2 separate regions of the Mus musculus genome follow, and region 2 is linked to region 1. A link is a contact called in public HiCAR-type data. All regions are on one chromosome and are shown on one strand. Each heading gives the region's core, a stretch centred on a gene start, on an enhancer-like site or on the middle of the called end of the contact. The rest is flanking DNA. Distances are from core to core; before and after follow the strand shown.

What was found. HiCAR-type assays count read pairs that join an accessible place to other places.
Region 2: a HiCAR-type map of astrocytes shows a contact between it and region 1, with 3 times the contacts expected there. The contact joins the promoter of Gnaq here to the promoter of Tle4 in region 1. A contact is called at or near these places in 3 of 39 promoter capture datasets (embryonic stem cells, neural stem cells and pre-B cells), 4 of 115 datasets of contacts at active chromatin or transcription factors (astrocytes, cardiomyocytes, large pre-B cells and 1 more) and 2 of 9 other capture datasets (adipose tissue and liver).

The regions. Positions count from the first base shown.
Region 1 is chr19:14,593,754-14,599,623 of GRCm38.p6, reverse strand. Tle4 (transducin-like enhancer of split 4) reads left to right here and starts at 1,441. Exons shown (of 20, transcript NM_011600.3): 1 at 1,441-2,256; 2 at 2,770-2,867; 3 at 3,971-4,034; 4 at 5,196-5,240. The coding sequence starts at 2,212.
Region 2 is chr19:16,131,191-16,136,941 of GRCm38.p6, reverse strand. Gnaq (guanine nucleotide binding protein, alpha q polypeptide) reads right to left here and starts at 4,258. Exons shown (of 7, transcript NM_008139.6): 1 at 3,481-4,258. The coding sequence starts at 3,616.

The sequences.
Region 1 (5,870 bases), core at 192-2,691:
TGAGCTTAAAAAAAAAAACCCTCACGTGTTCAAAATCCTCTTTATGTGAATCCCCTTTATTCTGGATTGGCCGCATTTTAATAATTGGGTATGAGACAGAGGCAAGTCCTCCATCCTCTTATTTTGGAAATTAAATTTACAGAACGGAGGCATTGTATGAGCCTCAGTTCTGGATTTTTAGCAAGACTACTGCAGTCTTTCTTTGCCTCGGTGTCCTCAGTGGCCAGTACTAGTGAGGCCCACAGAACGCCTTGAATTGGGCATTAAGCTACCGGTTCCTCTGTCGTGGAAAGCGCTATCATTAGGAAAAACGTTTTTCCCACATTTGTTGAACCAACAGCACCGTATTAGCCTGCACTTCGAGTTAAGGTGGGACTCAGAAATGAATGTCCCAAACACAGCAGCCTTGGCTACAATCCTGCTTGACTTTTTCCGAATTCTTTTGATTGCCCAGGGGTCAGAGGTTCCTTAGCTCAGCCTTAAGGCTCCCAACACCCGCCAAGTCTCAAAACTGCCTCGGGCGGGCTGCCACTCCCGGGTTCTGACCCTCTTCCGTAGGCCATCACAAGCCCAAGGCCCGACGGTCCACACTCGGACCCTCTTTCAACCCCGGAGTAAGTTGACTGGTGCCTCTAAAGAAAGGGAATGTCAAGAGTCTGCCGGCCGGGAAGCTCTGGGACCGGCCCAGTGCACGCCTCCCGGCTGCGGCTCTAAACCGGGCCGACGGCGTCCGCGCTCACGCGGAAAATTATGCCGGCTCCAGCAGCGCGTAAAATGGATGTGAACCGCACGGAGTGGGATCAGCGCGATCCTCCCTCTCTTGTCTCAACAGGGGTTTCGGCGCGTTGCACAAGGCCGAGCTTGTCTCTTTACGGAGACATCGGGCCCTAATTAGTGCGCACCCCCGCGCGGTCGCCAGGCCTGGGCTCCGCGTCGAACGGGAGATGAGCCTCGGAGGGCGTCTTCGGACCGGCCTGCAGTCTCACCGCCATCGCCGCCGAAACCTGCTTCTAAAGATGCAGCCAGTGCAGCAGCGACAGCAGCCGCCGCGGCTCGCCACCCCACGTTACTTTGATTGACAGCTGAACAAATGTTTCCGCGGTTCGAACGCTCGCACTAGGGAACAGCGGCCAGGGCGAGGCTCCGCCCCGGGCGGGCCGCTGCGCCCCGCCTCCGCCAGCACCAATTCTTTGCAGTTATTGGTCGGAGCTCCACGCCACGCCCTGTCCCCACGTGGGCCTAGCCTGCCCGGCCCCGCCCTCCTGGCTTGCCATTTGTCAGCGGTGAAATGATGGGCAGTAACACAGAACCGCGATTAATGTTCAGCCATCTCCGATTGGTTGATGCGGCGCCCTCGCGCCGCGGGAGGGCGGGGCTCCTGGAGAGCGCCGCGGAGAGCGCGCGGGGCTAGCCGGAGACTGTAGTCAATCTGGAGGCATCCTTGGCCACAGTAGCCGCGCGAGGACTACATCTCCCGGGATGCTCCTTGGGCCCTCCGCGGATGGTCGTGAATATGTATCAGAATGTTAATGATTAGCTGCTGCTAAATTTGGTCAAAGAAGTCACCTACACAGAGCGCGTTGTTAGAGCTGTTCCGAGCGGGCGTTCGGCTGTTGGCTGCCTTCTTCCCCCTCTTACACACTCGTGTATTATTTTGAGGTGGTGTTCGCAGAGTTTGAAAGAGAATTTTAAAAAGCCGCAAGCGTTTCGCTCTTTTATTTTTATAATCCCCTTCAATTTGGGGCTAAAAAAACAGGAAGGAAGAAAAGGAAATGAAATGTGGTAAAAGAAGCTAAAAGGTGCCTTTTAAAAGATCGTTGCTGTGAAGTGAAAAAAAATCTCCAGAGAACCCCCAAGCGCCGCGAGACCTCTTCCGAACCAAAGGAGTTTGCGCTCGCTCTCAGGGAAGAAGCGACCATTCATTCCGAGGAATAGCAGCCAATTAAAAGACAAATAAAAAAAGTTTGGAGTGGGGCGCGAGCAGGCGGGCGGCGCTCGGCGGGCGCGGGGCTCGGCGGGCGCAGGACGGACGGTGCCCGCCGCCCTCAGTGACGCCCGCGGGGAATGCGGAGCCGGCCGCCCGCGCCCAGCCGCCGCGCCTGCCTGCCGCCCGCGTCACGCGAGACCCGCAGGCCCGGGACGCCGCCGCGGGGCCCTCGAAGCGGATGAGCCGCGCGCCTCTGCCTGGCGCAGCCAACTAAAGCGGCGTGGATGATTCGCGACCTGAGCAAGATGTACCCGCAGACGCGCCACCCGGTGAGTGGCGCCGCGCCCGCAGCCCTGTCCGCGGCCGGCCGCTCCGAGGGTGCGGGAGGCGACCGACTTGTAGCCATTTTCTTATTGTTGTCTCTGAAGCCCCGGGAAGCAGCGCGCCGCCGCTCTCCGCCCGCGCGGCTCTCCCGAGGGGGGCGAGCCGGGCGGCGCGAGTCTGCGGGGTGGAGGGCGCCGGCGGCCACAGGCCGGACTCGCTCTGCTAGCTGACGGCCGCTCGACGCCATGGCGCGGCTGCCTCCGACGGGCCACTTTCGATTCCGGGTAGGGAGGGATGGGAGAGCCGGGCCGGGGGCTCGGGGGTTTGGGGGGTGACGGGGGGAGGCGGAAGCCAGGCTGAGAAGCTGAGCCGAGGGAGGCCGCCCGGAGGCACCGGGACCCCAGCAGGCGAGCGAGAGGCGGGAGCGGCGCGACCAACCCCCCCACGTCTCGGACCGCGGGCTGTCCACCCCCCACCTGCGATGTGGGCTAATTAAATATTTTATTGTTGTTCTTTAGGCACCGCATCAGCCTGCTCAACCCTTCAAATTTACAATTTCAGAATCCTGTGATCGGATTAAGGAAGAGTTTCAGTTTTTACAGGCTCAATACCACAGGTAACGATATTGACTTTAGCTGATCCTTCTGTTTGCTTAGCTCTTGTCTTACCCCCTTCCAACACTACCCCCCTCCTCCCCCACCCCCCCACAAAGGTATTACCATTTCCCCCCTGTGGGCAGAAAAGGCAAGTCAGGGCCTCTTTTTCCTTTAGGCAGGTGTAAAGAAATTAAGCATTTTCTTCTCCGGTAAACAGAAAAGGAAGCAGAACAATCGAAACTGGGGAGACTTGGAAAACGCTGAGGCCAAACTTTCGATATTGATTTATTGGGTCAGGAGGCTGGAAGGTTGGGAAGATTCTGGGGCCCTTTGACTTCTTGCTTCTTTATTACTCTGGGCTGCATTTCTTCCTTCTACCATCATGGCATAATTTAAGAGCCAGGGAGTTAAGCAGTGAGCCATTTCATTACTTTTATTAAAAAAAAAACAAATAATAATAATAAAAACAGGACACCCCCCCCCCCCAATGCTTTTGTGTTCAACGCTCTTAGACTTGGAGTGCTTTTGAAACATGTTTGTTTCACCGGGTCCTTAATGATGCAGAATTCTTATTGCAAGAGCCCAAACAAGCTGCTGGACCAGATCAACACCTCCCACCCCCACATGCTATTCAACTTGTCTGTATTTTTTGGAGGGGGAAAAACAATTTGTCAGGAGACCGTGTTGATTCTGATTTTCATTAACCTCATAGAATATTAATGATAGAACCTTCCCTGTGGCATTTTCATGGACCTAACTTTGCTTATATATATATATATATATAATTATTAGCGATGTTTATTTCCTTGTTTTAGTAAGTGAATTTAGTGAAGAATAGTCAATTCTGGGTGAAGTCTCAGAATTCAATTGGGTAGAGGGTTTATTTCTTTAAGACATAAACCCCTCTTTCCCAACCCCCACAGTTTAACCTTATCAAAGAGGCAAGTCCTGGCTGGTTCTTGTCACTCCTTCCTCTCTCCTCCCTTTCACTAGTAAAGTGCTGTTTGATACCATTGATTTGACAATAGGAGGTGATGATTTAGAGGAAACGACGTGGATTTGGAGTTGGAAGGATACGCGTTAAGTTCTACACTGTACTTAGTTGATTTTATGTCTTGAATAGTCTGAAGCTGGAATGTGAGAAGCTCGCCAGCGAGAAGACAGAGATGCAGCGGCATTATGTCATGGTAAGAAAACTGTGTCACAGATTCAAAGTGCTCATTAGCTTGGGAGACTGAAAGCAAGAATACGTTTTAAATCGCTGGAGGCTGCAGGATCCATCACAGTGGCCCTGCCAGTGTTGTTGAGGCTGTGGGTATGTGTCCATTAGCAACCTGTAATTCTAGGTGGTTACAGCTTGGCTTCGACAACCAGCTTTGATTTAAATTTTCAAAAAGTTCAGTTGCGTGGGGTATAATTTTCTGTGCTTTGTTTTTACAGATTTTTACAAAAGTGGAAAAAAGAACTCATTTATTTTTTTTGTTTAGTCAGAAGCAAAATGTTTTTGTTAGTGGTTTTCTTTGTTGTTTTATTGCTTTTGCTCCAGTTGTAACCAGACAGCTTTCCTATACACTCTTAACATTGCATGCACTGTATGCCTTTTAATTAATGATTCGGATAGGAAATGACACCAGACCCCTTCTCAGAAAATTTCCCACTCCTCATGTTAATCTGTTTATATTTTTCTGTGCATGCCTTCAATTTCTATAGTGTTATTTTGGTTCTTAGGAGCGCTGATTTGAGCTGCCAGATTTTCTGTACTGTAGTTACACGCCCATTCAGACAAATCAAATCTATGTTTACAGAAGTATAATGAAGCATTTTTATGATTCAGAAGTATGTTTGGGGTTGAAAGAGCTTGCAGGCTGGTGCATTAATTTCCTACCCAGTTCCTCTGCTTTGCATGTAAGAGTGAGTAGTCCACTCTAAGCAAGAAACCGAACTCTGAGGAAACATCACCTTTTTCCAACAGTTCTTTCAAAACCTCAGCATTTGTATGAGATGCTTCTGCTGTGCTTAGGAATTAGGAGTCACGTGGAACCAAATTTTCATGACTTTTTCAGTTCATTTGCTTATGATGTAGAAAGACAGTTGTACAAGTTAAGAATGCTGCGTTTTAACATTTTTATTAGTTTTGAGAGTTTTTCTCTTGGGTGTGTCTTAACATGGCCTCTAGTGTTTTAAAGAGAGCAGCAGTTGGGCATCCTTTTTATTTATTGACTGGGGTATTTTGGTTAAGGTGAGGTCTTTGTGCTAGTTGCCTTGTTTTCCATGCATTCGGGCAATTTGAGTTTACTGGCGAGATGATTTGAAGGATACAGGTTTAATTGCTTCTCCTTCTTTGACAGTATTATGAAATGTCCTATGGGTTGAACATAGAAATGCACAAGCAGGTAAGTTATTTCTTTATAATCATTTTATGTGACAGTCATACTCATGTACTTTGAAAAGAAAATTGTATATTTTGTGATTTTTTTTTTTTCTTTTGTACATTTGAGATGTCTACCTATATCTTAAAAGACTTGGGGGTGAGTAAGAAGGCAAGTCTTTTGTGTGTGGTTCCTCTTGTTCCATATTATCCTAACTTTTGGAAATTTAAAATTATTAACTCAGAATGCGTATTAAACTTTTCTGCACTTTCAAAAACAGCATGCAGAATGTAGAATGTGTATTGTCTTTTTGTAAAGAGTTACCTTATATATTTCAGGCATCAAAATTCTCTTATGAAAGAACTTTCCTTGGAAAGTATTAATGAATAAAATTGTAAATTGTGTGAAACCTTTCCTGTGAAAGAACAGAGGAGTGAGCTGGGAGGATCAGATGAAATCTGCAGAGCTATAAAAGAAATTGATGTAAAAATCTGTGCACTAGTCCCTGGAGCCTACTTAGTAGATCTTACCAGGAACTCTGGCTTCGACTTCCAAAATTTGTGCAGAGTAAATGAACCTGATAGGAGGATGTGATTAATGTTAAGCCCTGGGTCTTGAGATCTAGCAATTACTTTGGGGTTGGGGGAGAGCGCA
Region 2 (5,751 bases), core at 3,009-5,508, 1.5 Mb before region 1:
AGCCTTGTCTCAAAAAGTAAAAAGAGAGCGGGGGCTCCATGTTGGAGCACTTGCCTAGCAAGTGTGAGATTCTGGGTTCGATTCCTAGTATCAAATGCTACTCCCATTCTAACATACCCAGCACAATACACACCCTGCTGGGATGCACATCTAACTCATGGCTCAAAGAAGCGTATGATTATCAGCAAGTACTGATTAAGACCATTCTTCCAGATCTGTCTTAGAAGCTGGGATGTAGAAGTGAACAAAAGAACACAATCTTACCCTCAGGAGTTTGCAGAAAGGAATATATAAAAAGGCTGAAATGTCGATTTTATTCCTTTCAAAAACCAAATGCATATTCCAGTTAAGCCTGACCTAAACTTGTCTCCTTTCAATAGAAAGAATCCATCAATAAAAAGGGATTGCTAATTTGATGACTAAGGTCTACAGAGTAAAGATTTTAAACACATGTAAAAAGATCAGGTCAATGAGGAGGGACGAGATATCTTTAAGAAACTGAATAAAATTTCCCAGTGAATATCTACGACCTAAAGCCATTTGGTCCTCAGAGACTTGAAGACAAATCAGTAATTAAATGCTGTGATCTATGTACCACCAACAAAAATATCTAATGAATATTCATGATATTCAATTTTATAGGCAAGACAATATATACTTCTATACCTAGTAAATGTTGAGTATCAAATATCTTCTTTATATCCTATATAGAATACAAAGTTTTCTTTGAGGTGTCAAAGAAAACAAACACTAATATGAGGGAACTAAATAGAATAAGACAAAAGTTACTAAGTTAAAATGAAACTCTCGACTGTGATGAAATAAATGTCAGAGATCATTCTTCAAGAATGAGATCAAAATGTGTAAGCTCTGTAGAATAAATGTGGAACACACTGGCCTAACTGATGGATAATGACTCAAAAGAGCCCAGATTTTACAGGCACACTTGATTATCTAGTCAGATAACCAGTTTTGTGATGCGTCTATATTTTAATAAGTAAATAATTAGGTGACCAATATATTGCACCCCTGTGGAACAAACCCTTCCCATTAAGTGTCAACCCTGAGTTAATACTTACTTTGAAAACAATTTTACACAGAACTTCAACACAAGCATGATCCCTCCATGTAAATAAGAGATCAAAGATGTAAAAAGAACTTTAAAATGTGATGACATACATTCTATGATCTCCTCTGGATGGCTGTTGGTAAAATGAATGAAAGAACTAGGAAATGAAGACTACTCACAAGGCAGCACACCAAGAAGGAGCCCCTCCCCCAGATGCTCCCTTGTTCAATTCAACACTCATTTTCCTGCTAAAGTCATACCCAGACAGAGAGAGAGAAGTCTACCCTTAATGTCTATCATGACTACACAAACAGTGTGGATACCGCACTTGGGAAAGAAGCCCCTCCAGGCTGAGGGCAGCCGTGGTTGCTAAGGATGTCCAGGGCGCCCGCTTCTGACTGAGAACTGTATGGTTTTTAAATGTTGCTCGTGGATGTAGGTGCTGAGTAAGTGGCAGGTTTCCTACCAGCTCCAACAGCCTGTCATTGACGGGTGAGGTGGGGCCAGGTTAAACCCTGCTCCATCTAGAATCAGTGCGGGAGGGCCGCCACACACCTACAGCTACCACTTTCTTAGCTGGAGAACTGGGGGGGTTTCCCCCTCGGGAAATCACTTCCACGTTCGTTTTTTAAAGCATGGTATATTATTAAAATACACAGCATGTAATTAAGCATCTCTCTAAGTGTATTCCCCTCTCAGGCATGTAAACCTAGGCCCTCTGACAAACCTAACTCATAGCTGCTGGGAAACCTGGAGCTGTCAAATTTCAGGCAAATAAGTTTGGTCAATGAGACCTCAAATGCCCTGTTCCTAGCTAAACACAAACATATGAAGACTATAAACAAAGGAAAATTAAAAGCCAGGTCTAAGAGAAAAATCTCTAAAACACGTGTCTTTCCTCTTAATTGTATACTGGATCAACATATATTTATCCCACTTGCCCTTGCTTCTCCCTTCTCAATTAAAAAAAAAAAAAAAAGATAAGACATTCCATTTTCAGCCTTGAGAAGAAACAGAAATGATGAGGGTGGACAGGCTTACCCAGTTTCCCCATTGCTCTGGCTTATTCCCCCTGAAACCCATCTTTCTAGTCAGCCCCTTGCCTTCTAGTCTTTATGAACACATTATATGTGCACATTTACCTAACTGGATTTCAATATAAAGACCTTGGTTAAGGGAAGGGAACAGCATTGGGAACCATGTGTGATTATGATATTTTGCTCCTGACGATAAGCAAGCCAGGCCCCAAGGTAATGGGTTCTTGGAGCCAGCACATGGAATGCTCCAGATAGCAAAAAAAAGAAAAATGAAAAGAAAAAAACGGGGGGGGGGGGGGTGTCTTCTCAAATCCCAACAATGCAACATTCTTTTCTTACAGAAATGTTTGTGAAGCGGTAACAAATAAACACAAGTGCAGACATTTTTCAGGCCTGTTCCTGCAAAGCAGTTCTTGCTTCCTACCACAATAGCAATAGTTATGTCATGCTAGCTTGTACATGGACCCTGATCGCTTGATTCCGAACACTCTCTCGGAGATAATAATCAATATAGCTCCTATTTGAAAATAGCATTTTCTTGCTAATTTCATGTTAAGGGAGAATGTTGGGTTGTTGTTTTGTTTTGTTTTGTTTTTTTAAACGCGATCAGAGGGAAATTTTCTCTCACTCTTCCCGTTTTTTCTTGGAGCCCAGATGGCAAGATACTAAAATGTCCGTTTTAAACAAAAGGTTTCTGTTTGTTTCCAGGAGAGTAACTGAGAGGCTGCGCTGGTTTCCAGTAGAAACTGCTGTGAATTCAGGCATACATCTGGGTCGCCTCATTAAACAAAAGACACCCGTCTGCTGTCAACAACCACACAGTACAACACTCCCGGATCCTTCATCTTTATCCGGAAGGAATGGTTCATAGAGACGCCTGTCACCATCCACTGGCCATGCAACTCTCTGGGGTCACTCCTGTCAGTGGCCTGGTGGCTACAGTATAGCACATTTGGGCTAGTCTTCCCGCCCCGCCCCTGCCCAGTACGTTAACCCGGGTTTATTGGAGCGCCAGCCAAGGCTTCCTCAGCACCTTTCCTAGCAGAATCCAGACCGGGGTCTGCTCCCCGTTTCCACCCTTCCCTCTCCACCCCACAACGCGCCACAATGGACGCTGGCCGACCACCGCACTGCACGCCATTGCCCACCCGCGCCGCTCGCGCGGACGCTCAGCCGTCCCGCAGACGCTGTGCACCGAGCACGGCCCTAGCTGACACCAAAGGCGCACGCCGCGGATCCGCGCCCGGGAGCCCCGGCCCTCGGCCCCTGGGTGCGCGCGCGCGGGTGCGGGTGCGGGTGCCGGCCGGGGACGCGCGTGGGGAGGGCAGCGGCGAGCCGGGGCGGGGGGTACCGGGGCCCAAGGGCCGCACTCACCCAGCAGCAGCAGCTTGAGCTCCCGGCGGGCGTCGCGCTTGTCCCTGCGCAGCTGCCGCTCGATCTCGTCGTTGATCCTCCGGGCTTCCTTGGCCTCCTCGCTCAGGCAGCACGCCATGATGGACTCCAGAGTCATTCTTCCGAAGTGCCTCGCTGCAGCCCCGCCGGCGCCCTGCTCACACGCGCGCACACACGCCCTCCGCCCTCGCTCCCCCGAGGCAGCGGCGGCCGCGGAGCCCCGCCGCCCGGGCGCGCGTCAGGGACGAGCTCAGGGGAGCCGCGGTAAAGGAGGCGGCCGGGCCCGCAGCCCAGGCGGGCCGGGAACGAGCGGGGCCGGGAGCCTGGGACGCGCGAGGAAAGGCCGCCGCGCCCCGCCGCGCTCACACGCCGCCTTCTCGGAGAGCGCGCGGCCCTCCAGGCGCCGCCGCCGACGCTGCCCAAGGCTGTGCGCCCAGCGGCCCGAGCTCATCCACCGAGGCGGCCCCGCAGCGAGCGACCGCCGACGGCTCAGCGCGCCCGGCGCGCCCGCTCCTCGCCGCCGCCGCCGCCGCCGCCTGACTCGGCTCCGGGCGCCCTCGGCCTGCCCGCGCCCACTCGGCTCGCTCGCAAACCGGGCAGCCGGCCGCCGCGCGCTCCCCGCCTCCGCCCCCGCCTCCGCCGGACGCCCACCCGGCCCGATTGCCAGGCGCGCCGCGGCTGCTCAGTGCTCGCCCTCCCCCTCGCCACACACACACATTTTCTCCTTTCTCTGAACTGGAGCACAGATCCGGGAGGGGGCGGCGGCGGCGGGAGGAGGAGGAGGAGGACGGGCGCAGGGGGCGGGCACAGCGCAAGGGGCGGGACCGCGGCCCCTCCTGGACAGCTCGCGCTCTCCTCGCCCCGCCCCCGACTGCCCGCCCCGCTCGCCGGCCGCCTCCCTCTGTGCGAGCTCCGGCGCGGCGGTCACGGCCGTTGGAGCGGGTCCGGCAGGCGGACACCGACCTTCGGCTGCCGCTGGGCTGCCGGGGCGTGGTCGGCGAGAATATGGCGGCCTCGGCCTGCCCTCTGGCCGCTGGCGCTGCGGGAGCCCTGCCGGGAGCCCACGCGCTGCGCTCCGGGCCTCTCTGCAGCCGGGCTGCCCTTTCCTATTTCTAAAACGCCATTGGGAAGAAGCTGCCTCGAGTGGCCTCTGACCCAAGATCCATCTTAGAAGATGGGATGCTCTTTACTAGGGAAGAGAAAGGATTGTCACTGGCTCTCTGGGGGTTACTGAGGGATCTGTGGACGGAACTGTCCTCCTTATCTCCAGATAGGAATCTGAATCCTAAAGAGAAAAAAAGAAGCTGCCCAAGTTTCCAAGAGCCTCCTGATCCGTTCCAACTTTTCGGGTCACTGAGGTGGTTTCTGTTTTCCTACCAGCACACTACGTTAAACAGTCTGGTAATGTAGGATTGACCCTTCTACACCGTGACAGTTAAGGATGACTTCTGGGAGAACGCCAAGTAGTACAGAATGAAATGAAAGAGACAGATATGGTGGCTCACACCCATAAACTCCACACTCCACAGGCTGAGGCAGGAGAATTGCTTCCTGAGCAGTATGAGACCTTGTAGCAAAGAAAAGGGGGAGGGAGAGAGAATAAAATAGGAGAAAGTGAAGAAACTAGTATCATTGGAGCAAAATTCTATTTGGTTTTTATACTTCTAATTTGAGGTGGTTTACTAATAAATAGAAAATATCTTGTTCATTCAAGGTTGTATTGGGGAAAAAAAAAGGTTCATTCAATTCAGTGTGTCTCAAACATCAAGAGGAGAATCGTACTATTTTTCCTGACTTTATAGATAGAAGTGGGCGCCTCCACATTTCATGCTTTTCATAAACTGCTCCTGTTGATCTGGGCTGCAATGTAAGATCATACCCATTGCTGCAACTTAAGAATGAAACAAGTCTTGGACTTCAAGGTCTCTCCTCTGGTTTGCCTTATTCTCCACCACCACCACCACCACCCCACCCCATCCCCCACCCCCACCCCCACCCCCACCCCCACCCCCCCACCCCCGTGATACACTGCATGCATACATTCAGCCTCTATGCCAGGACTCAGATGGAGTTGTGGACGTAAAGTCTGTATGTAATACTCTGCTTTTAAAAAAGATACCTTGCCAAAGAAGCAAAGAAGCAAAGAAGGTGAACCTCTCACCCCTTTTATATGAATACCATCAGAGCTGGTGTAGACTAGCTGTGAAAATGAATATTTAGATACTAAAGATTCAGAGTCCAAGGCAGAAATGT